2 separate regions of the Gossypium hirsutum genome follow, and region 1 is linked to region 2. The links are chromatin contacts, called in public Hi-C maps. All regions are on one chromosome and are shown on one strand. The core of a region is the stretch at or near the end of the contact, and the rest is flanking DNA. Distances in the headings are between cores, read along the strand shown.

Region 1 (6,781 bases), core at 3,754-6,253, 170 kb after region 2:
GGGTATTCGCCAAAATGGATTATGGACTTTTCGAAAAAGAAAAATAAATAGATGTGTTTTCAAATCGGGTCAACTTGTGATGCTCCATACTCGAATTCGGAGGTCAGGTTAGGTGTGAGGTGTTACACACATAATCGTGTATCCAGGCCATGTAGACCTAAATGCAAAATCTTACAAACATTCACATGGCCGTGTGAGAGACTGTAACCATGTTTAACCAAAACCACCCTAATCATAAAGAGCTCACGATCGTGTCACTTGCCCGTGTGTGCCAAAAGATGCCTTATAATGCAAGTTACAACCCAAACTCTCACATATATCATAAGTATGCAATTGCCCATTCCTTAAACCTATTCAAAATGCACAAAAAATGTAACAAAACATATCACTTTCCTAATTCTAACCAATATGCCTCAAGGCACCATCACAAACAATAATCAATACCAAATTTCATCCCATTTCATGCCAACAAAGTTAAAGACCAAGATACCTTAATCACAAACAAAATGCCAACTTTCACTCACCTATTATTTATCAAAATACCAAATACACAACCAATGAGATTGATACCTATCACCATGCACTTGTCATACATAAAACATCAAATTTTATTATCAAGGCTTCCTACCATATTTTATAACTCAATCCCACCTATTCAAACATTATACAACATAACTAACCATACCAACTCTCATATGAATCTATCACTTTTTCCATGCTTAACAACCACAATCAAAATTTACCAATTCACGCCATAATCAAACATATCAAAAGGTCATCAAGCACATATACTTTATATAATACCATTCTCACTTTACTATTACAAAACACTTATATATAATTCAACTCCTATTACATGCCACATAATCGAATTGAACGTTTAAAAGTCTACCAAAATGGTGGCTAGATAGTGTGATCTTTAAGATGACCCGATCACTGAGTTTCATAAATCAATAACAATAGGAAACAGAAAATGAAACAGAGTAAGCTTTAAATAAGCTTAGTAAGTTCATATTTTTTGAAAAATAAAACTTACCTTAAATCCCACAATTTCAATATAACATATTTAACTAAAAAATTTCCCTGTTACCACAATTCACATAATCAGGTGAGTTCACCGAGTATATATCACATAAAACATTTCATTCAAAATAATTTAATCTCGATCGAAGCTATAACATCAACCCATTGAACATATGCACTTTTACTTTATATAACTTACTTCATCTCATTATAATACTTTTACCATTCATCTAATTCAATAACAATACCAGTTTATCCCAATGAACTATAATAAATGAATACGTGGTTATCCACCCAAAACACGTATGATTTCTCAACCTAGCTTTACCGTCCAAGAACACGCCAAGGCATTGAGTGCCAAGCCTATAAGCTAAACATCCTTTCAAAAACAAGCTTGGGCACTAAGTGCCAAGCCGTTAGGCTACATATCCTCCCCCAAAAACACGTCTGAATCACTGTGGATATAACTCGGTAATCTACAACAAATGTTGGATTCCGGTACATTCAGTGAATATATATATCATACGTCAACATCTCATCTCATATAAAACTCGTACAGAACGCAAATAACCCTATTGGCATGCAAATTGTATCCTAACTCATGTTCATCCAAGCTCAATACATATAGCAATATAGTACTATTCGATTCAATCCTTTTCCTCACCTATACCGTATAAACTTACTAGGGAATAACAATAATAGAAGAAGTGTTAGAAACTACTTTACTATTTTTCCTTTTCCTTGATTATCAACTAGTTGATTCATTTCTTAATCTAAACGATAATTCATTTAAAATTATCAGTTCTAAATATCTTATAACATCTTATTTAATGCATATGACATCCCGTTATCATTTTCCAAAATCTCTCTAAAGTTTTGCAATTTATTCAATTTAGTCCCTAAAATCGTAACAAGCATATTTTTCATACTTAAGCCCCAAAATTTAAAACCAAATTCATACTCATCCCTATACAATACTCAAAATCCAGTTTTATAGAAATTTCATGCCTATTTTAACATATTTTCATTTTAGTCCCTAAACTCAAAGCTAACAAAAAAATCACTTTACAAAATAGTCCTATTTCATGATAAAGCTTCAAACTTAACCATTTAACATCAAAAACCTTAAAAATCAACAATGGTAACTTTTTAAAACTTTAACAGTATTACGAAATAGTCCCTGGTATAGCTTGATTAAGCTACAACGATATCAAAAACATAAAATTTACAAAAAAAAGCTTAAAAAATGCTTATTGCAAAAGAGAAGTTGACCAAATTCTTCAAGCTCCCTTCAATGGTGTTTTTAGTTTGTGAAAGAAAAAGAAAGCGAATGTGATAATGTTTTCTAATGTTTTAACATATATTATTTAATATAATAAAAAACATATTTTTTACTTAATCTATACAAAAACCATCCACTATAATCCATTATGACATTATTTCCATTTAAAACCTTTATAATATGTTTTTTTTACTCATTTAGCACATATAAATTAATAGTGATTAACTTTTGCAATTTTTACGATTTAGTCTTTCACAATAACTAACCAATTAATAAAATTACTAGACCAAAAATCATTATAACACTATAAATGACTTGTAAATATTAAATAATAATATTTACTGACTCGATCGCCGAAGAATGGGGTTTTAAAACCTCCACTTTTGGTACCACTGAAAATGAGCTATTACAATTTTATTTTCCAATTTCAAGATTCAATTTTAATGTTTTACCCAAGAGAACCCTAGTAAAATGGACTCAGACACACGAGTGAACTACACTACACCAAGATAGCTCGTATGAGCATAAACTGCACCACATCAAGACACCAAAGTGCAAAGCCTGTAGGCATCAAGTGTTTAAACATATTCAAATAAATCCCTCCACCACACAAAGGTCTTTGTAGAGACAATGAAAACTCAATGATCCACAATAGATGTTGGATCTCAAAATAACCTGTCATTATCTTCATATTATCAACTATCCCATACACAAGCGCGCATATGACCCTATTGGCATGCCAATTGTATCCTAACCTTTTACTAAGTTCACACGGGCATCAATAATTTATATTTACATATTCATACCCTATAATCATTCGTATTTGCATATTCACATCCTGTAATCATTCATATTTGCATTTTCATACCTTGTAATCATTCATATAATTTTCGGGTTTTGTCGAATAAATTTGTACATAAATTATACATACATTTAATGATATTTGTCATTCTTCTATTTATAATCAATAGATATAACATAAAATTGCCTATATCAATTCAAATCACACTTACTAGCTATGTATGTTAATTTCCATCAAGCCCTAACTTATGTCAAGCATTGATATAACAAAATAAACACAAGCAAACATATAACACAAGGTACTTATCTCCTCAAAACGCAAAACATGTAGGTTTCTCAGGGCCTATTATGCAATTTTAGCTACTAGCTCCACTTCTACCGAGTTTCGATTTTATACAATTATATATATAAATATCAATTAATAGCACATAACAACACACAATATCCATTTAATGGCTTACAACAATAATATCGTAAGATGCATGATACTAAATAATCTTTTTTTTATTTCAAACATATTTTGTATTTTATTCAATTTAATCCTTAAACTCGATATAAACATAACTTTGAATTCCTAGCTTTAGATTAAAATATGATTTCAAATTCTTTCATTAGAGACCCTATACTTTCTATTTCTAGCAAAATTTCAAGACATATTCTTCATTTATTTAATTTGGTCCCTAATGTTACAAAGTTAACAAACAAGCTTAATTAACTTTACAATTTAATACTTTTCATAATCTGAGTTCAACATCTATCAATTCCAAGTCTAATTCATCAATTTATCAACAATGACACCTTGCTAAAATTTCAACAATTGATCAAATTGATACATGGGCTAGCTAAATTAAGCCTCATGATCACAAACATGGAAAAATTACATGGAAAAAGGCTTGATTACCTTGAATTTTTGCTTGACTGAATGTTAGGTGAGCTTGAAACTTCCTTTTGGTTTTTAACTATGGTGGATGAATAAGGATGGAGAAGAAGATGATAATATTCTATTTCTTTCCACCAATTTTGTTATTTATAGGCCAATTAGTGCTTAATTAGTCTAATAGATCATGTTTAGTTACCTTAATAAAGCATACTTATATATTTAATCCCATAATTAAACAAAAGTGGATGCTAATATTAACATCAACATCTACTATCTCATGCTATTTATTGGTTTAATAACCATTTTAGCCCCTTAGGATAATTTCTATTTAAGTCCTCAAGCGTTTTCTTAATTAAAACTCTATAACGATTGGACTTTTATAATTCAGTCACTGAGCCTTAATTAACTATTTTATCAGCTAGTTTACTCAACCATTCTTCAACATATTTTTATATTAACTCCGTAAATATTCCTATTTTATATTTACAAACTCTATTTACAAAAATGATATCCTAAAACCGCATGTTTCGATACCACTGAAAATCGGACCGTTACAGAAACAATTGTCAAAGAGATCTTAGGGGTTGATGTTGGAGAAGAAGATGACAATGGCCCGATGATGGTGGTTATGGTGATGATGATTAGATGATGATGAAACAAAGAAACCAGAGTTATTAAGGTTAATTTTTAAAATATTATTATTTAATAGGAAATTTTATTTCACGTTAAATTTTCGTTTACTATTTTAAGATAAGTGGCTAAAATATATAATTTTTCGTTTACTATTTTAAGATAATGACTAAAATGATGGATTATACAGTGTGAAAGCCTAAATTGCTTATTCATTTTTTATGCCTAAAATCAAAATTTTTGAAAGTGTAAATAATATAAGGAAAAAAAAAGCGAGCTAAGTGCTAATAATATTTTTTCATAAAAAAATAATATAATTTATTTTCCTTATCCTAGTCCGAAAGTGAAAATGACAGTTATGTCCACTACTCGAATCTGTTTTGTCTAGGTTTGTAACAGACATTTCTTTAATATGATTTTGTCGATATTTAGTGTCTTTTTTCTCAAAGCTCTGCTCTGAAGACTCTTTCCGACAGAAGATTTGGATGGATCAATCATTTTGTCACTGTCTTCTCTGATCCCTTTCCCCATCTCTCCCTCTTATTTCATGGCGATCGCCGCTGCTTCTTCCTTCTCCGTCGGTAATTACATTCAAAACCATCTTTTTATTTTACTTGCACCCAAATTCTTTTTATGATTGTGGATTAATTGGGAATAGACGAATGAAGAACAAAGATTTATTTATTTCTTATTGTTTTGGTTAAGTTCCCATTCTGATTTCCATGTTTTGAAGCAAACCCTTTTTGTATTTCTAATCTTCGATGCCTGATTTGCTGTTTAAAGCCTAAATTAGATGAAATTTTATTATCTTAAATGTGCCTACATGCATGTAATGTTTTTTTCTCTTTATTCAAGTTGATTTCTGTTGATGTGATGAAAATATGAAGCAAAAAAGTGTAATTGTTCAAGGTCTGGTTTTATCATTGTTTTTCTTCACTATCTTTTCTTGTTCATGCTCAAATTAGGGATGGGAATGCAATGGGACGGAAATGATTTATAAATATTTAAGGAATTTTAAAAGATGATTTGTAAATATTTAAGTAGCTAAAAAAGAAAACTTTCGCTTGGAACGGTTTATTAGATTCAGTAACCCTTTCTGTGGAAATCATCAGAATACCTACGTGCAAATGGGCACACTTCATGTTCTTTAATTTAGTTGTCTTTCTGGGTTTTTCCCCCTTTTAATATTATTTTAAATTTATGAAAAGGGATTGGGAAAGCAAATTGCTTTGCCTAATAGTGAACCAATAATAAATTTCATTTTCACAAGAAGTGACCTCTTGCTAGGTAATTGGTAAATAGTGGTGAGCAGAATTCGGTCTAAACCGACAAGATTGACCAGAACTGGCATGATTTGGTCAATTCAGTTCAATTAAAACGATGTCATACTTGGTTGGTTATGAGCTTTGGTTTAAATAAGTTAATTTGGTCTTTTTTCAAATTGTGAAATGAGTAACCAAACTGATTGACTCAACCAACTTATAATAAATATGTTTATGTATTTTTAAACATAATTATATAATATATAATATATAATATACAAATATTTTATCTAAATCCAACCCAATTACCATTCTCACTAAGTTGGTTAATCGAGATAACCAGCCGAACTAACTCAGTTTGGTTATTTCAATTATGATATCATGGTCAGATGGTTACTGGTTATTTTAAATTGGGGTCAATTTCAGTTTTTCTAACCGAGCAGGTTGATTGCATGCTCTGGATTCTATACTTGATTTCCTCTGTCAATGAGGGGCGATTAAAATGTATAGAGTATATGATTCAGTGTATTATGCTAGGTCTTATACTCAAGTTCTTTCTTACACCGACATAAAATTCTAAAGTTATGCACATTTTGTGAATATTTGTTCATACATCTTAGTTTATTAGTGTGGCTAATTCTAATGTTTGCATTTGCATTTGCATTTTCATGACATCTTCTGATAACTCTTTCTTGTTGAACTATGCTATTAGGTTCTTCCCAGTGTCATTTATGTCAAGTAGAAGGGGCTTATTACTCACCATTAGTTGGTGTCAACAATGGTTGGATCAGACATACATTTGATGGCTGCAAAGTGACAGACTCGCCCGGCATAAGGTGTGCAATAGTTAAATGGATCTGAGTTTATCTGGAAAAGAGAAAACCGTTTCTGTATTGTGTAAAA
Region 2 (6,463 bases), core at 1,212-3,711:
CACTAATGATTGGCCCCGTAACAACATCCCCATCGATCGATAGATCAAGTGGTAAACTAATGTCCTCGAGTGTAATTATACACTCTCCGCAGGGGAGATGGAACGTATGCGTCTCCGATCTCCATCTCTTGACCAAAGCACTGATGAATAGGGGAACCAATTTAGTCTCCCCGAGCATACAAGTCACGAATAAAAAGCCTACATCTCGCAAGTGTCCATGAATGACCTCTGGTGCACCTTCACTTAAGTTGTTTATGTCGTCTCCAAAATTCAACCTTCGGCTTGTGTATATAAACATAAAAAAATTATTAATCTAAACAGCATAATAATTAACTGTTTAAAATTAAATAATTTGATAATATTTTATTAACATCATAATAATTAACGGTTTAAAATTAAATAATTAATAATATTTTCTTACCATTTGTAATTGAACGTCAGATATGTGCTTGTCTTCCAAACGAATAAATTGATATGCCATTGAAGAACTAATAAAAAATCAAATAATTAAAAAATTTTAAAAAGAAGTTTGGAATTGGGAATTTGGATTCAAAAATCGAGAATTGACAATTGAGAATAACAAATCAAGAACAAGAAAATTGAGAATCAAATTGTGAAAATTAAGAGTTGAGAGTTGAGTTAAAAGAAAAAATAAGAATTTGAGGGTTTATACAGGGGAAAAAATGGTTGTTGGGGTCCCATAACCATTGGGATTTCCGCCCGTTCAGAAAAGTTACCGTTGGAAAGAAAACACATCTTATAGGGCGCATTTTCGCTGAACTGTCATAAAAAACACGCCATGTAGGACACTATTTTTGGATGGGGGAAAACGCGTCCTGTGTGGCGCATTTTCTCTACCAATTCAATGAAAACGCCCTGTAGAACACATTTTCCTTTCTCTCTTCAAATACAGCATAGATCGATGAAGTTTTAAAAAATGACATACTTTATCAATTTTATTTTTTTTAGCATATTTAAATAAATTTACCTTGTAGCTTTTCATTTACCAAAATAATAATAATAATAAATAACTTTTTTTCTCATTTTTCATTTATTTTTTTATTTTCAATTTTCAATCTTTTATATAATAACATTATTATTTTTTTAAAATATATTTTTTTTCTCCATTCAGGAAATGAGTACGATGAAATTTTAGTATTCAAATAATGTCAACTGAATATATTTAAAAAAATAAAACTATTCATTATATGTAATGATTAAATGATAAGTATTTATTTTAACAATTCATTAATATGTTGATTGAGTCTTAGTTCTATTGGCATGACATTGTTGTCAGTGCAAAAGAACGTGAGTTCGAATACGCTGAAATATATTTAACCTCCTATTTAAAAGTTAAGGAAAGACTATGAGTAATTCTATACATTATATAAAAAACAATTCATTAATATATCAGTGGAGATGGTACCAATAATAATAGTTGAGGCCCTGGCTCAATAGTATGATTCAAGTCTTGTGAAATTTTAGATCTTATGAGTTCCACCAAACATAAATATTATATGTAAGTTCTCAATCTAGATTTTATTCTAGTTTAAGTACTATCATATTTGAATTTTATCCAAATTTATTTTGATTTAAGTACTCTATGTTTGTTTTTACATTGTAATAATTGATTTTGGTTGTAGGCATAAAGATTTATTTATTGTAACTGTAATTTCCTTTCTCTAATTGTAATTTTAGTTAAAGATGTATTAAGTGTAATTATAATTAAAAACAAAATTATATAAAATTGTTAAATGTTAAATAAAATAAAGATAACATATTTTAAAAGAATTAGAAAACAATATAAATCTAAATAAAATTGGATTAACAATTTACACATTTAAACAAAACTTGAAGCTCGTATATTGAATGGATAAAATTTAGATAAATATGTATTATACTTAAAATCTGTTGGTATCATAAGTCAATCGAGTACAGTTAGAAAAATTTTTAGAGGGCTGAAATTAATTGTAATTTTTACGATAGTAAAAATATAATTTCACCATTTTAATAATCTATATTTTTTAAAATTTTAAAGGATTAAATTAAATTTTTATCATTTTAGGGGGCAAAGTATAATTTTATCTTTGTTAATTTAAAATTTTAAAGAGCCTCAATGAAATTTTTTTCTTTTTAGGAGGGGCCAGGACCCCTGCCAGCCCCCTAACTATGCCCCTGCAATCGAGTACCAATTTTATTGAAAATTGATTAAAAATTATTTCTTTTTATAAAATAAGTTATATAATTATAATAATATTTTTATCTTTTTAAATTTTGACAAATCAATAAATACTCACATATAATGAAATTTTAACTTTAAAACATTAAAAATTTTAAAACGTCAACTTTTATTTTAGTCAAAACTTAATTTAATTTTTATATAATTTTTTAATAAATGTATTTATTTGAACGTGACGTAAATATATAAGGCTAATATTATGGGCAAGTCTAACCAAATCCCCAAGAAATACCCATATATAAGAGCAATCTTTTCCTCTACCCTACGCTAATAATCTTCTCAAATCTGGTTAGTAATTGAGTGAATTCCCATTTCAAACCAATGAAGATTTAATGCAGAGTCGAAGTATCCAGCTGCTTTACATCCAACAAGAACAAATAAATGAAAATGACCCAATTAAATGTTTCCCTTTAACTCACCCACCGGTCATGATTGAAGAACCAATTTATAAACCCCAAAACCCCCATTTCGGAAAACCATAAAATTTCCAACCATAGTTTCAGTTCCATCTCCCAGTAGTCAAGTTTGAAAGCAAACCATGGTTCCCCCCCAACAAGACCATGATCTTGTCTATAACCTTAGGCTCTCATCGGTTGGACCAGGTTGTGTCACCGGTTCGGACGTGGTTCATGACCTAAGCGGCCTGGACTTGACCATGAAACTCCATTACCTCAAAGCGGTCTACTTCTTTTCCAGCCATGCAGTGGAAGGGCTAACTATCATGAACATGAAAGAAGCCATGTTTTACTTGCTTAACGATTACTACATCACCTGTGGGCGGATCAAGCGGTCGGAGTCTTCGGGTCGACCGTACATAAAGTGTAATGACTGCGGCATAAGGTTCGTGGAAGGTGTTTGCGATGAAACTGTGGATGAATGGCTTGAAACTGACGACGATTCTAAGAGGAATTTGCTTGTTTATCATCGAGCCATCGGCCCTGAGTTGTCCTTTTCTCCTTTAGTTTACTTGCAGGTATCCTTTTTCTACCAAAATTCATCTCAACCTTTAAATTAAAATATATATATATATATTTAAATCGGAAAAAAAAACATTTAAGTCGCTTTACTAATACAATATTTACAATATCAACTTACCTAAAGCTCAAAAGGCGATTTTCTTTAAACAATATTAAATCACTTTACGATTATATTAAGATAAAACTAGATTATCTTTGGCTGACTATATGGTGAGAAAAGAAAATTTTTTCCTCTATACTTTATGCTTATAATATTTTTTTTTGGTGGTTATTTTTCTAAAGGAGTAATCATGAATTTCAAGTATTAATCATGAAAAATACCAAAAAGTATCCCTAATTTTGTAATCTATTTAACTGAATTTTTGTCTTTGATTCGTGACACTAAATTTTGCGTACCAAATATACTATATATTTAAAAATATATATTTTCAAAATATTTATATGAAAAAATAAATAAAGTTTTAGTTGAAATGGTAAATTAAATGTTTATGTGTGTATTCTTTTTTATATATAAATTATTAAAAAACTTCAAAATAATATAATTTATTTTGTAAAACAATGATATTTTAGTTATTACTTAATTGAGTTGGTGGTCAAGTACTTATATATAATATAGATTAATAAAAATTTGACAAATAATATGTGAAATCAATACATAATTTTAATTTATATATACATATATATATTCAAAGTTTATAAGTATAAATAAAGTACAAATATAAATGCTAAGTATAAAGTTCAGAATCAATTAACTTCAATATAGATGAACTGAGAAAAGTGTAGAATCAAATAATTATAACACGAACAAACAAAAGAGTTGGAACAACACATATTAGAATTAATAACTAAACTAAAACTCACACATGGCAAAAATAGATAATGAGATTCGGAGGTCTCGAACTTGAATACTCAAGACTAAAAGTGGTCATGGGCAGACTTGAATTGAAAAAGAAAATTCTAAACCCAACCATATCATTATTTTGAAAAAGAAAAATGTATTATTTTAGATTAATATTTATATATTTTAATAAATGAAATTGGGGGTGGATAAGATAAAACTTTCACCTCTATCAAAATAAATGAAATACATAGGAGTTACTTTATGAAATTGAGCTTCCATACCCCCAAAATAGAAAAAGATGATGGCATCCAAATTGCTGCAGGAACACCAACCAAGCATTGCAATATTTTATAATTACTTTGTGAAATAATAAAATGAGGTTGGAAAAAGATTTCATAAGTTTTGGATCCCACCAACAATACACCTACCTCAGTTTCATGAATTGGGAGATACTAAAAACTTTATTACATTTTATCTACCCATTTGTATTGGTTAATTTGCACCCACCAATCGACATGTACCTACCTGTTCTATCTATCTTTAAATATGTCTTAATGATTTTCATTTTTCTTAATTATAGTTAAAAATAAATTGACTTAATTAATAATTAAAATTATTTATATTTAAAAATTTTGAATACCAAGTATTTAAGAATTAAGATTTATATTTTGTATATAATTTGTATATATTTAAATGTGTATGTGATATTTTCAAAAAAAATATTTAATTGATATATCTTATTAAAATATGAAAATAAACTACAAATATATAGAAAATATTAAAACAGTACAGATAAAGTCAAAATGATAAGCATGAACACATTAATGGTACATATATAATTTATAGAAAATTAAAATAATGAATATTATGGGTTCAAAATATAGAAAAAGATATAATTACTTTCGACTTATGAGTTGAGATCTGATTGGTAACATACAACAACTCAACAAAAGCTTTATATACTAACAAAAATAACACATCCAACAACAATTCGATATTGAAAATTTTGTGCATCTTTGTGCAGGTTACTCAGTTCAAATGTGGTGGAATTTCACTAGGGCTGAGTTGGGCTCATATCCTTGGAGATGCATTTTCAGTCTCTAATTTCATCAACAATTGGGGCCAACACATGGCTATGGTCAATGTCAATAGTTCCCCAGCCCTCGCACCAAGATCCCTAACCAATACTGCAAAACCTGAGGCACCCAGTGAACCACTTTCTGCAAAGCAAGTGAACCATGTGGGAGACCTTTGGGTGCTTGCCAATAACTGCAAAATGGAAACTTTTTCTTTCAACTTGACCACACAACATTTATCAAACTTACAAGCCAAGATTGGTTCAGTTTCGGCTTTCGACTCAATTTGTGCCCTACTTTGGCGAGCGATAGCCAAAGTCAGGGAAGGATTTGAGCCACAAATTGTTACCGTTTGTAGGAAAGATCCATGCCATGACGATAACAATGTTCTTGGTAACAATCAAATTATAAGAACAATCAAGGCAAGCTTCTTGGTCGGTGAATCGGATTTGAACAAGTTAGCAACGTTGATCGCCAATGATCAAGGTCAAGTGTGTGATGAAAGAAACAGGATTGAAGCCGCGGTGGAGAAAGATAATGGGTCTACAGATTATATCGTGTATGGATCAAATTTAACATTTGTGAACTTAGAAAATGCAGGTTTATATGAATTGGAGTTGAATGGAGAAAAGCCAAAGTTGGCATATTATTCAATCCAAGGTGTGGGTGATGAAGGAGCAGTTTTGATTCTTCCGCTGCCGCACGGTTCCGCAGCTGAAAATGAAGGTGAACCAAGATATTTGGTAAACCTAACTTTGCCAGAGGGTCAAGTATTTAAGCTCAAGGCTGAGCTAAAAAGGGCTTCTCTACTCTAGATTTCTCTATGCTAGGGATTTCAACATAGAATTTGAAATAAGTTTCCTATTATTTAAATTAAATAATAAAAACTTATTTAAATCTGATGGTATAAATAAGTTGAAAAGGGTGATCAGGCTAGTTTGTGGGGATTTCTAGTGCAAGCTCTTATACAAAAAGTTTAGCCTAAGCTTTTACCTATTTAATGTAACAAGTCATCACAAAATATCTGATCTATTTTGTAACTCTCAAAATGAATTATTATGTTATAAAATACTTTTAAAAATATCTTATATGAGTTGGAGTATATTACAGAATTTCTTACCAACAACGTGATATCTTTTGTAACAAAATACCTTATCCTTGAGTTGTAATATATTATGTAAAGCAAATTACAACATATTTTACCATAATTACAAACTTTCTTACTAATATCCTTTTGTTTGAATGCATGATTAATTTTAGAATCCAATTATCACGTCATGAACTGCTGAATTTGAAGTAAATAATATTTTATTTCTTTATTTTTTTACAT

The links. A called contact is a pair of places that touch in the nucleus more often than the background predicts.
Region 1: a Hi-C map of seedling shows a contact between it and region 2, with 2.9 times the contacts expected there. The contact joins the promoter of LOC107903896 here to the promoter of LOC107903888 in region 2. A contact is called at or near these places in 3 of 34 Hi-C or Micro-C datasets (leaf and seedling).

What each region holds. Positions count from the first base shown.
Region 1 is chrD05:51,072,975-51,079,755 of Gossypium_hirsutum_v2.1, forward strand. LOC107903896 reads left to right here and starts at 5,004. Exons shown (of 12, transcript XM_016830088.2): 1 at 5,004-5,197; 2 at 6,591-6,714. The coding sequence starts at 5,164.
Region 2 is chrD05:50,909,785-50,916,247 of Gossypium_hirsutum_v2.1, forward strand. It overlaps LOC107903888 (protein ECERIFERUM 26-like), which reads left to right and starts at 2,462. Exons shown (of 2, transcript XM_016830069.2): 1 at 2,462-3,212; 2 at 5,082-6,216. The coding sequence starts at 2,778. The coding sequence ends at 5,948.